Linked DNA regions of Mus musculus: region 1 is linked to region 2. A link is a contact called in public Hi-C data. All regions are on one chromosome and are shown on one strand. The core of a region is the stretch at or near the end of the contact, and the rest is flanking DNA. Distances in the headings are between cores, read along the strand shown.

What was found. A called contact is a pair of places that touch in the nucleus more often than the background predicts.
Region 1: a contact with region 2 is called in a Hi-C map of liver, with 3 times the contacts expected there. The contact joins two enhancer-like sites. A contact is called at or near these places in 13 of 484 Hi-C or Micro-C datasets (CD4 single positive thymocytes, CD8 T cells, the HPC-5 cell line and 9 more), 4 of 115 datasets of contacts at active chromatin or transcription factors (differentiating embryonic stem cells, embryonic stem cells, extraembryonic endoderm stem cells and 1 more) and 3 of 9 other capture datasets (adipose tissue, liver and pancreatic islet).

Annotation. Positions count from the first base shown.
Region 1 is chr8:47,556,816-47,560,749 of GRCm38.p6, reverse strand. No RefSeq gene overlaps it. Among named protein-coding and RNA genes, the nearest start is that of Rwdd4a, 25 kb to the right of the region's middle. Within about 2 kb of position 2,224, at least 11 of the 459 cell types and tissues checked have an H3K27ac peak or open chromatin away from gene starts, as enhancers often do. A contact at or near this core is called in liver and pancreatic islet, where this site is marked.
Region 2 is chr8:47,651,053-47,654,930 of GRCm38.p6, reverse strand. No RefSeq gene overlaps it. Among named protein-coding and RNA genes, the nearest start is that of Ing2, 22 kb to the left of the region's middle. Within about 2 kb of position 2,535, at least 24 of the 459 cell types and tissues checked have an H3K27ac peak or open chromatin away from gene starts, as enhancers often do. A contact at or near this core is called in liver and pancreatic islet, where this site is marked.

The DNA of each region.
Region 1 (3,934 bases), core at 975-3,474, 94 kb after region 2:
CCAGTTTGGAAGGAAACACAGCTAGGAAGATAGATTTTTCTCATTTTTGGTGTCTATACAGTATGAGAGGCAAGACTTTATAGACTAGGCAAACCCTGATATTGATATTTAAGGATATTTGAGCTGGAGAACAAAGGTGATAAAAGCACTTATTCTCTCTCTCTCTCTCTCTCTCTCTCTCTCTCTCTCTCTCTCTCTCTCTCTCTAGCTGAGGATGAATCTTAGGCCCTAGAATGTGCTGGGTATGAACTCTATTACTGAGATAACCCCCTACCCCTGGTTGTTTGAGACAGACTTTCACGTATCCCAGGCTGGACTTGAACTTGTGTAGCTACTAGAAACCCTTGATCCTCCTGTGTCTACTTCCCCAGTGCTGGGATTATGGGCACAAACCAGTATTCCCGGCTTATGCAGTGCTGGGAGTCAAACCCAGGGTTTTCATGCATGCTGGGTGAGAGCTCTGCCAACTGAGCTGCCAGCTCGTTCCCTGGTCAACTCCATCGTGATACCAGGATCTTGATATTTATTGAAGTCCACCAGGACAAGTCTTCTAGGGCTGTCCTGGTTCGTTGCTCAGTTAGACATAATCTAGAGTCTTCTGGGAAAGGAGAACCTCAGTGGAGGAATTGCCACCATCAGATTGGCCTGTGAGTAGAGCCACCTCTAGGCAGGTTGTCCCTGGGAGACATAAGAAAGCAGCCAGTAGTTCCGGGTGCACTTTGTTCTCATCCAGAGAAGAACACCAACGCCACAGAGGAGGGTAAGACGTTATCAGACTCCAAAGAAAGATGACTGGGCAAGCAAAGGAATGGATGTGTCAGAGAGCCACAGTTGCCAAAGGAGATACAAAGACCCAAGACGGCTTAGCAGCTCCGTGTGGTAGAACCAGTCTCTATGACTCCAAGTCCCAAGGGATGGGCCCGATGACAGCTCTGTATATAATGATGCCTTATATGTGATGGTTAGGAATACAGGCAGGCTACAGCCCCCTATACCCGGCTTTCGATCTTTACTTTGCTCATTAATCATTTGTAAATAGTATTTTTTTAAAAAGATTTATTTATTTATTTATTTATTTATTTATTTATTTATTTAATGTATCGTAGTACACTGTAGCTGTCTTCAGACACACCAGAAGAGGGCATCAGATCCCCTTACAGATGGTTGTGAACCAGAATGTGATTGCTGGGAATTGAACTCAGAACCTCTGGAGGAACAGTTGGTGTTCTTAACCACTGAGCCATCTCTCTGGACCCTTGTAAATAATCTTATTTTTGTGCCACTTGGAGTCTTGTTTTCTAAGCAGTTGTTGACTTGCTTCAGAAAGGACTTTTCCTAGTTTGCCCGGATGTTTGGTTTGCCTTAAGAAATTTGTTAGTAGCGGCACATGCCTTCAATCCCAGAACTCAGGAGGCAGAGGGAGGTGGGTCTCTGTGAGTTCGAGGCCAGCCTGGTTTACATAGTGAGTTCCAGGACAGCCAGGGCTACAGAGTGAAACCCTGTCTCAACAACAACAAAACTAAAAACCACCACAACAAAACCAAAATAAAAAAGACATTGGCTTCTCTTTCTTTAAAAATCTATTTGCAGGTTTACTGCTAAGGCCTAAGAGTCCTGGGTGATCTTCCTGTGGACACAGGTTTGATTCGGAGAACCCACATGGTGACCTACAACCATCGGTAACTCCAGTGCCGGGAGGTCTGACACCCTCTTACGTATGGCCACCGATGACACCAAGCACACGCGTGATATATAAATATGTGTATAGGCAAAACATTCATACACCAAAAATAAAATAAGTGGGGTTTTAAAAAAATTATTTGCCGTTGGTGGTAGTATATGCTTCTAATCTTATCAGATGGGAGGGAAGAATCACAAGTTTAATCAGTCAGTCAATCAACTAATTCTAGTAGGATTGCCTAACTTGGCAGTATCATTTAGGGAGATTTCATATTTGCATTATTTTCTCAATGGCCCAGTCTCAAACACTAGAAATCATTCTTGCCTCTCCCTCCCACTGACAAGTTCTGTCAGTATTCCTCTCAGTATAAAGCCAGAACCTAAGCACTTCTTATCTCCAGCCTCTCCAGCCGACATCAGTTGCCCCCGTGTCTGATCTCCCTGCCCTCTCTCTTTGCTTCAGTCGTTCAAGCGGACAACACACTGTGTAAACACAATCACCCCCATGTTAAAGCCACACAGGATCTCTAATGCACTCAGTGAAATCCAAGGCTGTCAGCTCAAACCTGAGGTTTGTGCACTGTGTGAGTCTGGAGAGGACTTCCCGGAGCACAGGCAACAGCCGGGACAAAGGCCACATGACAGGGTCACAGGGAATGGGGTCACAGACATGGGCCACAGAATCATCTGCCTGGAATGGGAAGGAGATAAGAAGGGACACCGCAGAAAGGTCTCAAAGTAACTTGATGGCTGACTTTCAGACACAGTCCTGGAAGGCCTGAAATTCTTTCTTTACAATAGGGTGGCCTTGAACTCACATAGATCCGCCAGCCTCTGATCCCAGTGCTGAGACTAAAGACACGCCAGACCATGTATGACTTTTACTAAAGCGATATTTTCAAACCTAGACAGGAGAGAGTAAACTGGACACGCAGGGACAACTGAGCAGATGCCACTGGCCAGCCCGTGGCAGGAGCTAGGCTTTTCTTTTAGCAGATGGACAGACATCCCTATATTCCAGACTCCATAGCTTCTCCGTTATCCTGGGGGATTTTAATGAAAACAACTCACATTTGTCAATTTAAAAGTTAATTTTTGAGCTGCCTCTGGAGGGCATTTGTCAAGTGAAATGGAAAACGGATGAAGCATAGACGTCCAGGAAAGGATTCTGAGGACACACGGCAGTTAAGGGATGTGGGGGAGCTGTGTGCATCCACTCCAGGAGTCTCGGGGTGAATCTCACCAGGCAACAGGGGTTAACAGGGTTTAACAGGGATTCATGATGTTTCCTAAGGGAGGCTGGCCACAGGCAACCTTTGGTCTTCTTAAACAACCAACCAAACCAAACAAAACAAAAAACAAAACAACAACAACAACAACAACACACCACAGGCCCTCCAGCTTCACCTTGCAGTGTGAGCAGATTCCTCAGAACTGGAGCTCCGGGTGGTTGTGAGCTGTCTGATGGAGTGTTGGGAAATAATCCCCCATCCTCTGCAAGAGCAGTAAGCATTCCTAATTGCTGAGCCATGCCTTTGCCCCGAAGCCCTTCCTCCAGATGTTTCTGACCTTTAGTATCCATCATATTATTTAAAAAGATTTATTTGTGGGCTGGAGAGATGGCTCAGCGGTTAAGTGCACTGGCTGCTCTCCTAGAGGCCCTGAGTTCAATTCCCAGCAACCACATGGTGGCTCACAACCATCTGTAATGGGATCTGATGCCCTCTTCTGTGTGTCTGAAGAGACAATATACTCACATGTATAAGATAAATAGTCTTTAAAAAAGGATTTGTTTGTTGTGTTTGAGTGTCTGAGTGTACCACATGTATGCAGGTGCCCACGGAGTCCAGAAGGTGGTGACAGAGCCCATGGGACGAGAGTTACAGGCTGCCCTGTGCTGGTGCTGGGAGCCCAACTCTGGTCCTCTGCAAAAGCTGCACATGGTTTTATTCATTGTCCTGCCTCCTCCTCCTCCTCCTCCTCCTCCTCCTCCTCCTCCTCCTCCTTCTCCTGCTCCTCTTGCTCCTCCTCCTCCTCCTGCTACTTCTCCTCCTCCTCTTCCTCCTCTTTTTGGTCACATTGGATTTCACACAGGATGTTTTAAATCTATGTGCTGTGGACACAGCTCAGTGGTAGGGCAAATGTCTAGCATGCATAAGGCCCTAGGCTCAATTTCCAGCAATAATATAATAATAATAATAAGCTTTTATTTTGTCTCTCTCTTTCTCTTGGACATTTTCCTACTTCTCTAAGA
Region 2 (3,878 bases), core at 1,286-3,785:
GTTGGTCAGGGTTTGTTAAGTAGGTATGCACAAAGAAGAAATTAGATATCCTGATGGCAAAGATCAAACTTGCCTCACAGAACTCGGTACCCCTAACCAGCAGGAAGTAATTTAACAACACCATCACCTCCTGTCCTTCCTCTTCTTTCTTTTCTCCTCTTTGGTGTTAGGGAGTTGAAAGGATAGAGAAGAGTAGAGGAGGCTAAAGAAAAAAGAATTCCCAAAGTAGCAGAAGAGCTATACTCAGTCAGTAATGTGACAGGCATGAGCACCTGAGGTTGATCCCCTGCACTGTGGGAGGAGCTAGATGTGGTGACACAAGTTTGTAATCCCAGGGCTGGGAGATAAGACCTACAGTGAGACCTGGAGCTCACTGGTCAGCCGGCCTAGCCTGCGGGACAAAGCCCAGGCCAGTGGGAGACTGATTCAAACAACCGAGGTGAATTTCTCTTAAGGAACAACACCTAAGGCTTATCTCCAGCCTCTGTACACAGACACATGCATGCACAGACACAGACACAGACACAGACAGACAGACAGACAGACACACCAACACCCCAGCACAAACACACACAAGATAAATCAGTGAAGGTTAGATATTTTTCTCTACTGGCCATAGTCCTGCTCTCTGAGTGTGATTCTATGAACATACATTTGACAAATGTAAAACAAATTATCGTTGGTCACTCAGCTGGGTCGGACAGGATCTGCAACGAGAATTTACCACGTTTGCTTTTTTGCTTATTGGGTTTCAGTGCTAGATTTGTTTGTTTGTTTGTTTTCTTTCTTTGTCTATAATGAAGTCCTTGCAGTTATTTTGAGTTGGGAAAGTAGAGCGTACAGAATATATGTGCAACAAACATTGTTGACGGGCAAACAGCAGCAGGAGAGAAGTCCAAGCTATCTCTAGGTCCTATTTGCTCTCATCAAAAGCTGGTGTCTGAGAGCCTGGTGTGGTGGCTGGACAGCATCTTATTAACTTCCAAAAGGCTTTCTTGTTCCTCTTGGGTTTTGTGAGGCCTGACTGTGTTGTCATTTCCCTAAACTGCCTGATTGCTTTGGTTGAAAGGACACCCTTGAGCTGGGTGTGGTGGTGAATGCCTTTAATCCCAGCACTCGGGAGGCAGAGGCAGGTGGATTTCTGAGTTCGAGGCCAGCCTGGTCTACAGAGTGAGTTCCAGGGCAGCTGGGGCTATGAGAGAAACCCTGTCTCCAAAAACCAAAAAAAAAAAAAAAAAAAAAAAAAGACAGGCCCCCTTTTCTCTCCTCTGGCCCCTTATTTGCATTTGCTGTACTTCTATCTCTGGCTTCTCATCTGGAAGTGTCACCCGATGTCACTTCAGCCCCGTTCTTCTGCCACTTTCTCCACACTCCTCTGAAATCTCACTATTTTGGTTGTCAGCCACTACCTTGCAGATCCACACAGATCTGCTGCTGGACACCCATGCTCTCTGTTTGGCTTCCCTAGCTGTCCCAGTAACAGCTTGTACCAGTATGTGTTCTGACATCCCAGGTCTCTCCCAACATCCATGCCAGTAATCCTACATAATTTTTTTCCTCCCAAGGCAGGTTTCTCTGTGCAGTCCTGGCTATCCTGGAACTTGCTCTGTAGACCACGCTAACCTCAAATTCAGAGATCTGCCTGCCTCTGCCTCCCAAGTACTGGAATTAAATGATGTGCTTCCATGCCTTGCTTGATAGACCGTTTACTATGGACAACAGAAAACACAGTTTCTTTAACAGGCTTCAAAGTAGAGCAGTATACCAATGCGCAAACGGCTTCTTTTTCTCTCTTTTAATTACTGGTCCCATGGTTGTGCACTCCTGTAATCCCAACACTTGCGAGAGTTCAAAGCCAGCCTGGGCAACATAATGAGACCCAATTTCAGCAAAGGGTATTGGTCCTAATTTTATATCTGAGTCTTCTCTTTGTTGCATGCTACAACATTTAGACAAGCTTGAAATTCATTTGGAATTAAGAATTGCACAATTAGCAGGGCTCAAATCTAACCTAGAGGTTGTATGTGGAGGGGGAGGTTTTATTGGCACAGAGGACCTTAGAGCAACCTGGGACATAGCTTGTAGGTCTTTGTGGGTCACCACGCACTAGCCGTAGAGCTATATAATGACCTAAAGACAATGCATGCTGAGCGGTGAGAATGGTTTGAAAACCAGATAGGAATTTGGATAAGGAATAGCTCCCTCTGGATTCTTTTGTTAGTCAGCAAGAAATGTACCTTGCTATCCACCTACCACCACTCAATTGCAGTCTATCCTGTGAACAGCCTGGGACCAGGAATGTGACCAGTCCGAGTCTGCAGATTACTTGGCTACAGTCATGCCTCCCCCCCAACTCCCCGGCTTAATACTGTTAAAGCTGGCGAGTTAATCTGCATCTGCCTATCGCCTGCTCTCCCCTTCTCTATTAGCTCAAGCTAATAGAAAAACAAAGATGTTATTTATTTCCCCTCTTAAAGCTTCCAGCCTTGGTTAGTTAATAATTGATCTTCAACAAATAGCCCTTGAGCAACTAAAGAACTTTTCCATTGCACAAATCCTCATACCATCTCATCTGGCTTTATCTGAGAGAGGGCCCATTGGTGTTAGGGTCCCGGAAGTCCTGGGCCAAAGAAAGGGGAGATATGTGGTAAGAAGGCTCAGCAGGCAATGGTGCTTGCTGCCAAGCCTGAGTTTGAGCCTCTGGGATCTACGGGATGGAAGGAGAGAAGCAAGTTCCACAGTTGTCTTCTGAGTTCCGCATGCACGTAATAAGTAAGGCACACGGACACACCCTCATCGTTATACATTTTTTTTGTAAGCCGTGGAGTAAGGTACAGCCTGGAATAGTCTCTATAGTGAGAAGCATCCCTTGGTCTGCTCTCCAGGCTCCTCACACATACCCTGTCTCAGCAGTCAGGATTTGTTGCAGAGGTAAGTAAGGCATGGGTAGGACTTAAGTCAAGGACTGCACTGTTCTTGTCGCGATTATTTTATGTCAACCAGCACAAAGCAACTCCAGGATAGCTTCATCTATTCATGCAACACTTTTTCAAGACAGGGTTTCTCTGTATATCCCTGGCTGCCCTGGAACTCACTCTGTAGACCAGGCTGGCCTCGAACTCAGAAATCCGTCTGCCTCTGCCTCCCGAGTGCTGGGATTAAAGGCGTGCACCACCACTACCCAGCACTTTTTTTTTTTTAAGATTTATTTACTTATTATATGTAAGTACACTGTAGCTGTCTTCAGACACCCCAGAAGAGGGCATCAGATCTCATTACAGATGGTTGTGAGCCATCATGTGGTTGCTGGGATTTGAACTCATGACCTTCAGAAGAGTAGTCGGTGTTCTTAAGCGCTGAGCCATTTCTCTAGTCCCATGCAACACTTTTTTATTTGTTTTTTGTTTTTTTTTTTGGCTTTGGGTTTTGAGGTACGGATTCTCTGTGTAGCCCTAGCTGTCCTGAAACTCACTCTGTAGACTAGGCTGCACTCAAACTCACAGAGATCCACCTGCCTCTGCCTCCCAAGTGCTGGGATTAAAGGTATTCACCACATAACATTTTCAAAAGCGTCTTTTCATTGTGGATGAAGTACTTTCAAGTCTTTTAAGAAGCTAGTAAGGAGTTTGGATAGAGCAGTTACCGGAACCGTCACGTTGTCTGCATTAGTCTCTTCTCTTGGTTGTATTTTTCTTTCGTTTTCCTATCTCAAGGTTTCCAAGAAGGCAGAGAAAGGTGATTGAGATTGGCCCGTGCAGTCTGGCTGGTATTTCCATACAAGTTTGGAATGTGCAGAATCAGCCCCAGCTATCGATAAAAGTAAGCAAGACTCTAAAACAATGATCTCAAAAATGCAACTGTCCAGACACAGCTAAGCC